Linked DNA regions of Zea mays: region 2 is linked to region 1. Evidence: chromatin contacts called from public Hi-C data. All regions are on one chromosome and are shown on one strand. Each heading gives the region's core, a stretch centred on a gene start, on an enhancer-like site or on the middle of the called end of the contact. The rest is flanking DNA. Distances are from core to core; before and after follow the strand shown.

The links. A called contact is a pair of places that touch in the nucleus more often than the background predicts.
Region 2: a Hi-C map of leaf mesophyll shows a contact between it and region 1, with 3 times the contacts expected there. The contact joins the promoter of LOC103641531 here to the promoter of LOC100384492 in region 1. A contact is called at or near these places in 8 of 25 Hi-C or Micro-C datasets (bundle sheath, ear, leaf and 2 more) and 1 of 3 datasets of contacts at active chromatin or transcription factors (leaf).

Annotation. Positions count from the first base shown.
Region 1 is chr10:105,644,327-105,651,456 of Zm-B73-REFERENCE-NAM-5.0, reverse strand. It overlaps LOC100384492 (eukaryotic peptide chain release factor GTP-binding subunit ERF3A), which reads left to right and starts at 1,489. Exons shown (of 17, transcript XM_008664865.2): 1 at 1,489-1,864; 2 at 6,409-6,459; 3 at 6,918-6,989. The coding sequence starts at 1,666.
Region 2 is chr10:105,845,375-105,852,520 of Zm-B73-REFERENCE-NAM-5.0, reverse strand. LOC103641531 (primary amine oxidase) reads left to right here and starts at 4,766. Exons shown (of 5, transcript XM_008664867.4): 1 at 4,766-6,333. The coding sequence starts at 4,978.

The sequences.
Region 1 (7,130 bases), core at 240-2,739:
GGAGTAGCGCATTTGGTGGTGCAACGGCCAGGGGTACTACCTCGCTGATGAGCCCGGGGTACACTTCGTTTGGCAGCCCAACCAAGAGTCATCGGTACTCGTCATGTCGCGCGCGTTCGACGACTACTATATCGAGGATTGTGGCGTCATCTTAGCGTCGGAGGTGACGCAGAGGAGGATCGACAACAGTGACCAGTTCGTCATCCTCGCCACCGTCAGGGTAGCTTTTGTGCCGACCTACCTTTAATTCTCTTCGCAAACACACACATTTACCTTTTTGTTTAAGCAAGAGCGTATGGTGGTGCGTGTCTGATGACTAACGATGTACGAGGAAATTTCTTCCAGCATATGTGGAACGTGCTCTCTAATGATGAGACCATACAAATCGTGTCATATATCGAAGTCTGCATGATACTGATGGTTGCAATGTAGTGGTGAAACAACTAGATTAAAATAACAAAATTTATGTATGGCTAGGATCACAAATTGATTATGAAACATTTTCTCATAACAATATAACACACATTTTATATATAAGTTATCGTAGTATACTGGTATTATATATTACCGTTGCAACGCACGGGCACTCAGCTAGTATGAGTATGATGATGAGTAAGCTGCTGGAGATAATCTTATAGGTGGCGGAGATGAATAGTTATGGTAGGCAAGTAAGGTTGTCCATAGCAGATCTTGTAAAATAGTGGATTTGCACTATAGATATCACTATTTATATAATAAAGTTTGAAATATGAGATGAGATAATAGATGAGATAAGAGAGGGGCTGGAATAGTTAATGAAAGTCATTTGAGTGCTGGAGTTAGTATATACAGCACGCAGACAACGTAGCAGCGGGTCACGACATCAGTAATGCTCCGTTTGGATGTTGATATTGGAGGGCGTGAAATTGAATTGGATTCAATATCAAATCAGTCATTGTATTAAAATGAGATGTAATTCCAATTCTGTTGTGTGGATGTTGCTGAATTAGAGTTTGGAATTGTGTGGTCTAATTCCATGCAATGTAGAGGGGTGACACTCGGTATGGAGAAAGAGAGTTTGTAGTTATAGTCCAATTCCAGAGAATTAAATATACGATTCCAAATCTCAATTCTGTGTGCAACCAAACAATAAATTTAGAAAAGCTGATTCTAATTTTCTAATTATATGCTCTAATATCGGCATCCAAACATGCTAGCAGGCCTGTTTGGTTTAGCTTTTTTCTGACCAGTTTTTCTAAGAATCTGACTGTGGGGGAGAATCTAGGTATCGTTGGAATTACGTGCGCAGAAAGATAAAGTTGTCCATATAATTCATGATCTAAAAAATGACGAATTCTTACTATTTCAACGACTCGACTGATTTTGTGTTTATGTTGATTTTGAATAGGTTATATCAAATTAATTTTTATAGAAAATTGAGTGTTTTTGTCTACAAGACTACAACAGCTTTTGATAGTAGTTAGTTAGAAGTTGAAATAAGCTGAACATGGCCATAATCAGCCACCGACTGTCCGACCGCCCACACGGCCACACGCCACACCCCTGGCTGAAACACAATCCAAATACGCCGAACACGCAAAAACCCTAGACATCCGGCGCCCAAGCTCAGCAGTGTCTCTCCACCGCCGCCGCCACCTCGTGCTCCCCTTGCCCTCGCATCGCGGGATGGAGCACGACGCGCACGCCGAGGCGTCGTCGCACGCAGTCCCGCCACCGGAGGACGCCACCGTCGATGATTGGGCTCGCGACGACGCGGAGCCCATGTCCGTCGAATCAAGCGCCACCCCCCCGGAGGTAGCTGCAGTGGATTCCGGCGCTGATACCCCGCCCGCGCCCTCGGCCTCGGCCGCGGTTGCGGGAGAAGGTGCCCTTCTCGGCCCTACCTACCTATGTTTCGCTCGTGCTGTTATACGGCTTATTTGCTTAGATCTAAGCCTCTTAGGCGCCGATCTGTAGTGCTATGGCCCTCGATTATGCGTAGATTTGGGTTTATGAGGGTCAGGGTCTCGTTTATAGGGGTTGCTGGCTTGCTGCCGCGGAAAACAAATTAGGACGATGGAGATTATGTTGTGGCAGGGATATGTCTTCAAAGCGAAATTCAACTACTAGATTTACCCGGTCCACGCAAGCTACTGTAGCTAGACCCGAGCCAGGATTCTTGGGTGTATGTTGTTTTGGCATGATATGCTTGTAGTTCTGTGTTCCTCTATGAGTAAGTTGACGATCATCCATAGGTGGTTTGTACATTAGCAGTTTGTGCTTCTATTTTTTTGTCTGTTTGTAATTGTGATTCTATAGACTGTCCTTGAAAAGGTTTTCTTTGGCTCATCTTTTGTTGTTGCTGTTTGCTTGACCACACAACAATCAATCCATGCATTTGCAATTTCCAAATAAGTGTGCTTGATCAGACACATTTATAGCGATGCATGTGCAATTTTTAAAAAAAGTCTGATGAAGTGCGGTGTTACTTAGGAAGGCTATGTAGCAATTAAGCGTTTAGGAGAAGGGTGTTGCCTAGCTCCTAAGCACGCTAGGTGACCAACTTTTAGGACACTGGCCATTTTCATGAATGGAAAATCCCTTGAGTGAGATTTTTCATTAGAGCAAGTAAGGGAACTTCTGACAACCATGGTTCAAAATTCTTATGTCTGATGAAATAGATGCTCCTTTACCCATTTGTGTGCACCTTGTGGTTCATGTAGACTGCCACACACTCCTCCAAGACACTTCTACCTCTCTTCCTCGTGCATCACACCTAGAACCCAGCAAATGAAACCGCAGCTCCACAGATATGCTTCATGTCTGAATGCTCATGTGCTAATCCTCTTATGCAACATGCCTGCCATAGGCAAACATGTAAAAACCATTCCTCCTAGTCCAACTCGATCTTAGATAAGACCAAGTCACCAAAAGCCACCAGGCCACTTCCTAGCACCTAGATGGACTAAACATAGATTAAACATATTAGGGGCTGTTTGGAAGGAAAGTATTTTAAAACCATGGTTTTTGAATACTATAGTTTTGAAATGCCATTGGCATAACCATAGTATTTTTTACATCACTCGGAGACAAAGTTATTGGAAACCCTAACCCTAACAGGGGAAAAGAAAAAAAACTGGCTCTATACCATATTGGAAACCCTAACCCTAACAGGGGTTGGGTAATCTATTAATAGACTGGAGTAACTGGGCCAGGCCCATTACAGAGGGGGAGACAGTAATTACACGGGGAAAACCCCAAACCCTAATCGGGTATTCTAACAAAAATATCTCAAACCATGTTATTTATTATACATGTGCAAGAAGCTAGTCATAGACAAAAATTTGGGATTGGAGTTTCAAACACTCCAAAAATACCATGGTAACTGCCAAGCTATGGTATCCAAAACATATTTTTTTTACAAGGTAGTCAAACACCTCTTGGCAAAAAATACCATGGTATTCTCCAATACCATGGTTTTATCTCAAAACTCCAAAAATACTTTGCTTCCAAACACCCCCTTAAGCGTTTGTGCTTTTTTATTAGTTATTATTTTCTGGAAACACATATGGCTTAGATTAAATGCTCAACTTCAATCTCAGAAGAAATTGTAACACATTCAGACAATTGTGATTCCAATTCTTGCTAACTTGCAAAGAAGCATCAAGGGACTTGCAATTTTGATCCTCAAATGTCCTGTCTCCCTTTTCACTGGCTCTTCTGCATACCTTTTTCATGCCAGCCGGCGCGGTCACACATAGCCACCAAACCAGCCAGGCCATCACTTTTTTGTGTTTATGTGCTGTTTAAGCACTGCCCCACATCTACACACACTGCATAGACATGTCCATGGTTTTATTGGATGCCCAGGCCCTATACGAGACACTAGGGGTCAGTTTCAGGTTTAATCGAGAGTAAATGAAAGTTCATTTAGTTTTTTAGAACCATGGATAAGATTTTTTTTCTCGAACGACGTAGGAGAGCTGCGTGCCATTTTATTAAGAAAGAAAAATAGCAGTACATCACATGAGGGGAGGCATGTGGTCCGCCCCTCACCACACCAACACTCTAGAGTACAAGCGCGTCACACGCAATGACAAACAAACGACCCTACATGACAAAACTTAGGCGCTTAGCCTTTGCGGCCCACCGAGCAGCTCCTTGAGTGTCGTGTTACCGGAAAGACAACAGAGCTTGGTCTCCTTACCAACCATGGGTAAGATTTATCCACTGATTCTATGTTTCCTTGCACAAAACAAGAATCAACTTGGCATTCTGTTCCTCAACATTTTTGTAGTGCTCCCACAGTGTAGTTCTCTGCCTTTCTTGTTAGCTTGCATAGACATTTTTGGATCCCTTTAGAAACCCAAATAGGTGGCCATGTTTCATTTATAAAATTTAGCACTGACAGCACACACATCCTTAAGTTTATTATTTTTTCCCAATGTTCAAAAAAGCGTGCTTAAGCGCCCGCCTAATCGTGATTAGGCGCTAAGCGATGCCTTAGCGCAGCGCTTATGCCATAGGCGCTGTTTTCCGCGGTGGGCGCGCGTAGGCGACGCCTAATTTGTGCTGTGCATGCTAAAGCGGAAAAACATGCGTGGAAGCGGGCCTGGGCGCACGGAAAATCGCATGAAAGTTTAAAAGAAGGGCGGGAAGAAGAAGGGTGGAAAAGAATGACGGGAAAGAAAAGGCGCGTGGGAGGTGGGAGCTGCTGCTGCTGCACGTGAGAGAAGGGAAACAAGGCGAGAACTGCTGCGTGGGAGAGGAAAACGGCGGGAAAGAAAGAGTTTGTGGAAGCTGCTGCTGTCGCCGCCGGTCAGGCCCTTTTCCACAGTCGACCAGGTCTGCCGTCGCCACCTGTCTGTTTGTCCTCTTCGGCTCTTCCTGTCTTCCCCAGCCGCCGCCCGCCAGGGTCAGCGACGCCATAGTTCTGCTGCTCCTCCAGTCTTCCAGTCTCCCCCTTTGCTATTTATCTGCTCCTCCTCCATCTCCTCTGTTCTGTTCTATGTTTAAGACTGATGCTTTGACTTGGAAGCTTAATTAGTACATGCACATGCTTTGTGTAAGATGTCTTCATCTGAGCCTAGCTAAAACTCCTGATTCCTAGTTAAAACTGTTTTTTTGTGTCAATATATATATATATATATATATATATATATATATATATATATATGCATATATATATATATATAAATATAATATTGTATATTATATTGTATATTCCTATAAATGCTTAAGCACGATTAATCTACGCTTAAGCTCTCTAGGCACTAAGCAGTGGCCTAACGCCTAGCGCTTAATATAACCTTGTTTTTTTCCATTGTGTTTGCAACAGAACATGGGTTGTTCCCTTCCCTTGTTCTGACCATGCAAACATTTTCTTATGCATGAGATAAATTTGTAACTAGGCTAGGAGGCTCACTCACTTTTGCATGCTTTTTGGTCAGTTTAATTGCTGCTTTCTCTTTGCCCATGAGACATTTTTTCCTTTCTGTACAAATGCTCGCAACAGATATATACAACTAAGATCTCCAATCTTGGGCTAATAGTGATTCTTTAACCTAATTATCTAACGAATCTGACAGTATGACCAACTGACTATGGTGAATGTCTTATTGCTCTGGCCTGGGCTTGCAAGATGCCAAGCTGTTTATGGCCTGTGTTAACTTCCTTTCTCATTGACTAACTCTGGAAAGTTCAATTCTATTTATTATGTCAAGTCTAATAACAAGAAATTCCAATGTCATCCCTCTGGTCATGGATTGTTGTTATAGAAAAATGACCAAACACCTTTTCACTTGATGTGGCCAACTATGTAGATCTGCCTTTATAGTTCTTCTTTCATGGAAAGTGACATGCTTAATGAAATTGTTGCTATGTGCTAACCCGGACATGTACATTCAGGTGTCATGAGATAAATTTGTAACTAGGCTAGGAGGCTCACTCACTTTTGCATGCTTTTTGGTCAGTTTAATTGCTGCTTTCTCTTTGCCCATGAGACATTTTTTCCTTTCTGTACAAATGCTCGCAACAGATATATACAACTAAGATCTCCAATCTTGGGCTAATAGTGATTCTTTAACCTAATTATCTAACGAATCTGACAGTATGACCAACTGACTATGGTGAATGTCTTATTGCTCTGGCCTGGGCTTGCAAGATGCCAAGCTGTTTATGGCCTGTGTTAACTTCCTTTCTCATTGACTAACTCTGGAAAGTTCAATTCTATTTATTATGTCAAGTCTAATAACAAGAAATTCCAATATCATCCCTCTGGTCATGGATTGTTGTTATAGAAAAATGACCAAACACCTTTTCACTTAATGTGGCCAACTATGTAGATCTGCCTTTATAGTTCTTCTTTCATGGAAAGTGACATGCTTAATGAAATTGTTGCTATTTGCTAACCCGGACATGTACATTCAGGTGTCAAGGAAATTCAATCATCTCTTCAATCCTTGGAGCTTAAAACAAATGGTGTGTATTAAATACATCCTTGTTTATGTTTTTTCGTCCTGTCATTGTTATTGAAACCCATTGCTAATTTTGTACCTTGCCCACCATTTCATGCAAATTTGGTAAATTACAACCTGAATTTTCTCATGGAAATAATAGAACCTATAATTGACAAGCTGATTTTCAATTTTGATTATTAATGTACTTCTTCCATTGAGCTGCAAGGGAACTTTTTAGAGAGGCTGTTTATCCAGGACCCAGTTTTGTTGTATTTTGCTGTTTGGGTATCTTCCTCTTAATTTTAGTTTGAACCCTTGCTTCATGTTGCTGCACAGAATCTGAGTCATGTTTATTTACCTGATGTGCATTTTATTATTACAATTCCAAAATCTGCTTGGGCCTGTAGTTTTTTTCTTATTGTTATATACAGACTCTTATACAACCCTACTTTTCTATTGGTGTTGTTGCTACTCAAGAAGATGCTCATGTGGTTGAAGACGATGTAGAGGAAACAAAACGACATTTGAATGTGGTTTTCATTGGCCATGTTGGTAAGTTTAATTTCCTCACTGCCTGCTTTCTTACATTATTTTATTGTTAGCTAGATTGGTGCTTTTAGAAAACTTAATTGATTGATGTGTTCCTGTGTAATTGTTGAATGTCTGATGTAGGTGTTAACTTTAAATGGTGGA
Region 2 (7,146 bases), core at 3,517-6,016, 200 kb before region 1:
CCATATGAGAGGAATTTCTTCAAAGAATGGTGACATAATTTAAAAACATTTGAAGTGCTTTCTTTTTCTATGTGACTACACGAGACACATAAGAAATGATAATTTAAGATACTTGCACTTAAAAGCATAATTGTTACCATCCTTTGGCTTTCCTCCATGTTGTAGGCCTTGACTTTTCGGCATAGGATTAATTCTTTATTTCCTACAACATCGATATCTTCCCCGAGATGATATGAGTTTTAGATATAATAATTCGAAATAACTTTGGTTCAATCTTGGATATAGATCATTGAAGATTGATAGCTTGAGTTAATAAAAATTGAGTTGACTCTCTCAAGCACCCTAAAGCTTCATACCATCTCTTTTTCCTGCAAAGCTTGTCAAGCATATTTTGGTACCCATCGCTTGATGGGTCCATTAAGGTTAGTCAACAAAGATCTAGGATCCCAAGGGTCCTTTGTGTTAGCATTTGGTAAACTCATTACCTTTCTAGTACAAGTTGCAATTTTAGGTTGCCTAGTTAAATGAGAAATAATTGACAAGCTAGAAGTGGGGTTGTTACCAATGGGACAATCCTTGCATTGATGTCCCTTCTTTCGGCATATGTAGCAAAGGCGATCTTCAAGTCTTGAAGATTTCTTCTTTCCTTGTTTCTCGCTTGCTACATGGTTAGTTAATATTTTCTTTTCTAGCACTATGCCTTTTTGTTTCAAATATGGACAAGTCTTAATTAAGTGTCCCTTCTTTGAGAATTTAAAACAAAGTTTATTATCCTTGTTAATAATCAAGTCATTTTTAATATAGGGACATGACCTAATCGAGTGTCCCTTTTCAAAGCATTCACTACACTTCTTACTTCTCTTAGTGTGAAGTGTGACTTGATTATTACTTTGGATGTTACCTTCTATGGAGGCATGGTTGAGGCTTTTAGAAGAGGTATTGATTTTCTTCTTTTGTTCCCTCCTCTTAGCAATCCTCAAGTCCTTGACATTTTCTTCAAAGGATTTAGTGCATGCCACGGTTGTTCCCGTCTCAAGCTTCTTCACCATGTGATCACGGTTATCTTGAGAAGGTTGAGCAATGCACTTCCCTTTTAGTTGTGTCAAGCTCATTTTTAGCCTCTCATTTTCTTCTTCGAGCTTTTGATATGTATCATCTTTTGTTCCTGCAAATTCTTGCTCAAAGGAAGATTTGCTTGTCGACGGACAACAAGCATTAGCACATGGTAATATAGTTTCAATTTGAATACATGTGCATGATTGAGGTTGTTGTGATTTTAAGTTTTCTATTACAACCTCATGAGCAATATTTAATATGATATGATCATCCATAAGATTTTCATGAGAACATAGAAGCATATCATATTTTTCTTGAAAAGCTAGATTTTCATCTTTTAGCTTTTCTACTCGGTCCTTAAGCAAGGCATTCCTACTTACTAATTGAGCGATACAATGTAAAGAGTTATCTTGCTCAATTGAAATAGTTTCATACCTTTGGACCAAATCAACATGAGAGCACTTTAGCTCCTTATGTTCTTTAGTCAACTCGTCAAAGCTTAGCATTTTCATGGAGAGAACATCTTCTAGCATTTGACGAGCTTCGCTTTGCTCTCTCGCCCTTTTTAGAAGTTTGAGCATGACCGCCTTATCTTCTAGACTTAGATGAGCGTAGAGTTGCATGAAGCTTCTTTCATCCTCCTCATCCTCATTTGTGCTTCCACTATCATTTTCATTAGCCACACAACATATGTGGGAATCTAAATGGGAAGACAAACCTTTTGGAGAGGTGGATTCATCGTTTGGTCTCCATCGTTTATTTTCTTCTTCTTCCTTCAAAGGGTTAGTTTCACAAATACCAAAGGAAGTAGAAGCACAAAATGAACTATCATGTTTGGACTCATCAAATGATTTTAATTCTAGTCCAAATATCATGCGCATCACAAATAGGTTCATCACATCTTATTATGAAGGCACGATAATCTTCCTTGCTAAGAGATTTACTTAAGATGTGATAAGCTAGATAGTTTAAGCGTATATATGTTAGATCTTCCTCCGAAGCATTTTTCCTATCATAGTTAGAAGGAATGATACTCTTGTCTAACATTTGTTCTAATTGTGGATCTATGGTTCTAAAAGCATTTATCACCATAGTAGACTATGAATCATAATTAGAACAATCGGGAAGCAATATCTCAAGAGTTACCTCATTGTTTTCCTTCGGAGGTGTCTTCTTGTTCTTTTGGGATCTTCCTCGAGCCATCACTTCGAGTTGTTAGACTCAATATGAAGTGCCTAGCTCCGATACCAATTGAAAGTCACCTAGAGGGGGTGGATAGGCGAAACCAGAAAATTATAGCTCTAAATACAAACTAGATCCCTTGATTAGTGGTTAGAACAAGATACACAATTATCGGAGTATAAAAACTAAGTCCTTTGCTTGTAAAGAGTATTGCTTTCAAATAATGCGGAATTGATAAATCAATACAACTAATAGGTCAATTGAGAATAAAGCAAAAGGGCTTAGATAAGAAGGGCAATAACACAAGTTCTTTCTTGTAAGGCGTTGCTTCTCTAAATGTGATTTTAAGTTGAAGCAACACAAAAAGATATTAGCAAAGAGTAGCGCAAGAGAACTTAGAGAGGGAGAGAACAAACAAATCACAAGCAATAAACACAAGGGACACAGGTGATTTGTTTTACCGAGGTTCGGCCCTCGAAGGCCTAGTCCCCATTGAGGAGTCCACTAAGGACGGGTCTCTTTCAACCCTTTCCCTCTCTCTACCGATCCCCAAGACCGGAGAGCTCTTCTTCTTCTCAAGGATCACTTAAGACCCCGCAAGGATCACCACACACTTAGGTGTCTCTTGCTAGCTTTACAAGCCTCCAAAACTTTGGAGGAAGTTCAATGGGAGTCAAATCTCCACGCTCAAATGAACGCAAGATGTAGCACACACTTTCTCTCAATGGATCTCACAAGGCACTAGAGCTAAACTCACACGAGAAGCTTTGTTTTGCTTGCTCTCTCTTTTGTGGCACTTGTGTGGGTTGTAGTGGTCTAAATCTTGTGTATAGGATGGATCAATGAATAGAGGTGGTTGGGAGGGCTTGGATATGTCAACTATATGACTTGGAATGTTGCTTGGGCTCCCACACCTTGAAGTGGCCGGTTGGGGTGGTATTTATAGCCACCAACCAAATTGTAGGCATTGGAGAAGGCTGCTGGCGATGGGCGCACCTGACAGTGTCCGGTGCGCCATCGGACAGTGTCCGGTGCACCGCCACGTCATCCTGTCGTTAGGGCTTGGAGCTGGTCGACCGTTGGAGGCTCTGTCCTCATGTGGCACTGTGTTGCACTGACTTCTGACTTCTGCCACGACACTGTGTTGCACTGTTCATCCGTCAGAGTCGACCGTTGCGCGCAGATAGCCGTTGCTCCGCTGGTGCACCGGACAGTCCAGTGGCACACCAGACAGTCCGGTGAATTATAGTGGAGCTGCGCCTGAGAAACCTGAAGCTGAGGAGTTTTAGTGAATTCACCCTGGTGCACCGGATACTGTCCGGTGCGCCAGACCAGGGCACACTCTGGTTTCCTTTTTGCTCCTTTCTTTTGAAGCCTAACTTGTTCTTTTTATTGGTTTGTGTTGAACTTTTGGAACCAGTAGAATGTATAATCTAGAGCAAGTCCGGTGCGCCAGACCAGGGCACACTCTGGTTTCCTTTTTGCTCCTTTCTTTTGAAGCCTAACTTGTTCTTTTTATTGGTTTGTGTTGAACTTTTGGAACCTGTAGAATGTATAATCTAGAGCAAACTAGTCAGTTCAATTATTTGTGTTGGGCAATTCAACCACCAAAATCATTTAGTAAAAGGTGTAAGCCTATTTCCCTTTCACTATACAAGTCTAAGAAGCGCGTGGCCCATGAGCCTGACACGAAGCCCGTTTTTAGGCCTAACACTAGCAAAGTCCGACACAATTCGCTATGGGTCTGGGCCCAGCCCCGCACAGTCAGTGTGTCGTGCTCGACATGAGTTTAGGGCAATTGGGCTAGCCCGGGCATGGCCCGTTATTAATCGAGCTTTGAAATCGGCCTGGTCCGAGAGAGTGGCCAAACGTTCCCAGACATCTGCGCCATGTGGGGCCTGACCATCTTGGTGACCATCTTGGTGGTGGTCTACTCTACTCCGTCAACCACATCTCTGGCGTGCACTTGACCCCGCCGTCTCCGTCGCCTTTGCCACATGCGGATGCTTCGCTAGAGGCAAGTAAGTCAGAGTTTAGCAGCTAAGGCTACATACGTAGCGTCATCCAATGTTGTACGTCTACGTACATACATGTCCTAGGTGTCGTCATACGTCGTGGCCTAGGTGTTGGGTTCGCCGACCCATTCTGTTCAACGTGCTCTTCGTCGGGTACGTACGCAACCGCAAGATTGAGGCGGGGTTGAGCTAACATGGTTTGTTCTCGAGCCATGCTTATCGGGCTGGCCCGACATAGTTCATAGTTGGCCCATCCCGTGCCTGGCTTATTCATTGGTTTGAGCTTGTCGAGTAGCCCAACACGTCACATATACGTATTCGGGTCTAACTGTGTCGTGCTTAATCAGACAGTGCTTCCACCTGCTAGGGTCGGATCGGTATGGGCCACCCATTTAAACATCTATACACTAGTTCATTTAGCCATAGCTCGGAGACTCACGACCCGTTTCGAGCTCTAATGATACATGTGAGCTCTATACACTAGTTCATTTAGTTCATTTAAACGCCTTTTTTTCAGCTCTAATGATATATATAATTCCTTCAAAAAAACACGACTCCGTAGTCCGTACACGTCCACATTGGATATTCCCTGCCAAGTGCCACCGACTGCCAAAGAGCGCAGCCACACACCTCGCCATATGTACATATACTGACCCGCTTCTCACTCGGTAGCTCACTCTTAAGACCAAAAAAGAAACGAGAAAAAAAGAAGAGAGCTGCTCTGATGGATCGCTCCACCTCCCTGCTCCGGCTCATCTTGCTTGCTCTTGGCGCAGCCCTGGTGCTCCTCGTCGTCCGCTCCGCCTTCCGCCTCCCACGTGGAATCGACACACCCACCACCTCACTCTTCGATGACGAAGCCACCGCGGGCAGCAGCTGCACCCGGTTCGCGCCGTGGGGGTGCCGGCAAGCCGACCGGATTAAGCAGAAGCCGCCGTCGCACGAGAACGACGTGCCGCGGCACCCGCTCGACCCACTGACGATCAGCGAGGTAAACCGTGCGCGCGAGCTCCTCCGCGCGCACCCGCCGTTCGCATCGTCGCCGTCGTCCATGTTCGTGCACTCGCTCGCGCTCGACGAGCCGGACAAGCCCGTCGTCCTGAGCTGGCGGAAGGGCGTCGACCCGCTGCCCCCGCGGCGCGCGGTGGCGGTGGTCCGGTTCCGCGGTGAGGCCTTCGTCCTGGCCATTGACCTCGCCAGCGGCGCCGTGACTCCTCTGCCTGTCCCAGCTTCCGGGTACCCGACCATGACCATGGACGAGCAGGTGCTCCTCTGCTACACGCCTTTCAGGGACCCGGCGTTCAACGCGACCATCCAGCGGCACGGCGTCCGCCTGTCCGATGTCGCCTGCCTGCCCATCTCGCTCGGGTGGTACGGCCCCAGCGAGGAGAACCGGCGGCTGATCAAGATCCAGTGCTTCTCCGCGGAGGGCACCGCCAACTTCTACATGCGCCCCATCGAGGGCCTCACCGTGCTGGTGGACATGGACACGAGGGAGGTGGTCCGCATCTCCGACCGCGGCGCCGGCATCCCCATCCCGCCCGCCGCCAACACCGACTACCGGTACTCCCGCCACATGCAAGACGAAGGCGACGACCAGCAGACAGCGGGGTTCCAGAAGGTGCGGGCGCCGTCGATGGAACCGGGGCCGTCGTCAGGGCCGCGGGTGGAGCTGGTGGACGGCCACACGGTGCGGTGGGGCGGGTGGGAGTTCCACCTCAAGGCGGACGCGCGCGCCGGCATGGTGGTGTCGCGCGCACGGGTGCAGGACCCCGGCACGGGCGCGCACCGGGAGGTGCTGTACAAGGGCATGGCGTCGGAGCTGTTCGTACCGTACATGGACCCCACCGAGGCGTGGTACTTCAAGACGTACATGGACGCCGGCGAGTACGGCTTCGGCCTGCAGGCCATGCCGCTGGTGCCGCTCAACGACTGCCCGCGCCACGCGCGCTACCTGGACGGCGTGTTCGTGGCCGCCGACGGACGGCCCTACGTGCGCGAGAAGATGATCTGCGTCTTCGAGCGGTACGCCGGTGAGGTCGCGTGGAGACACTCGGAGAGCCCCATCACCGGCTTGGACGTAAGTTGTGCTCTTTGCACTCGTCATTTTGTCCTCTCCGATCCTTGTTGTGTTGCGAGACGCCTAGGGTTTTGTCATACGTTTATAGATGGCCATAAAGCACGAGTCCCGCGAGCCCGGCACGAAGCCCGCTGTTTGGACCCGGTTCGAGCCCGCCACGGCCCGGTTCTATGCGGGTCCGGGCCGGCTCGGCACGAATAAGCGGGTCGGGCTCGGACAGGAAACTAGGCACGGTGGGCTAGCTCGGCACAGCCCGTTTACCTCTAAGCACGTTAAGCCCGCTTTTTTACACTAAAACGTGCTTTTCGGCCCGCTTAGCCCGCTTTTAGCCAGGCCCACTACGGGCCGGACTCAGACAGAGAATCAAGCCCGTGGGCTTAGCAGGCCCGACCCGGTTTCCTAACCGTGTCTGGCGGGCCAGGCCTAAAACGGGCCGGGCTTCACCGGGCCCGGACGGCCCGTTTGGACATCTCTACATACGTTACGTACATTAGATAGGTACAGGTAGCTGTTCCCTCCTCAATACGATAGGCTCTTTACCTACTTGCGGCAGAAGCTAGCTGACAAAAGAGTGTGTTAAAGATATTCCCGGCACTAGGACTAAGGGCGAGAATCTTGAATTGTATAGATGCGATAAACAAAAGCTTTGATAGTATCTGACAGCGTGCTTAGACCCCGTTTGGTTTGTTTGGTCTGAGGGACTAAATATTAGTCTATCTATTTTAGTCCTATTTAGTTTCTAAATTGCTAAATAGTGAGATTAAAATAGGGAAAAAACTGTTTTAGTCTCTAGTCTCTCAAGAGATAATTAAA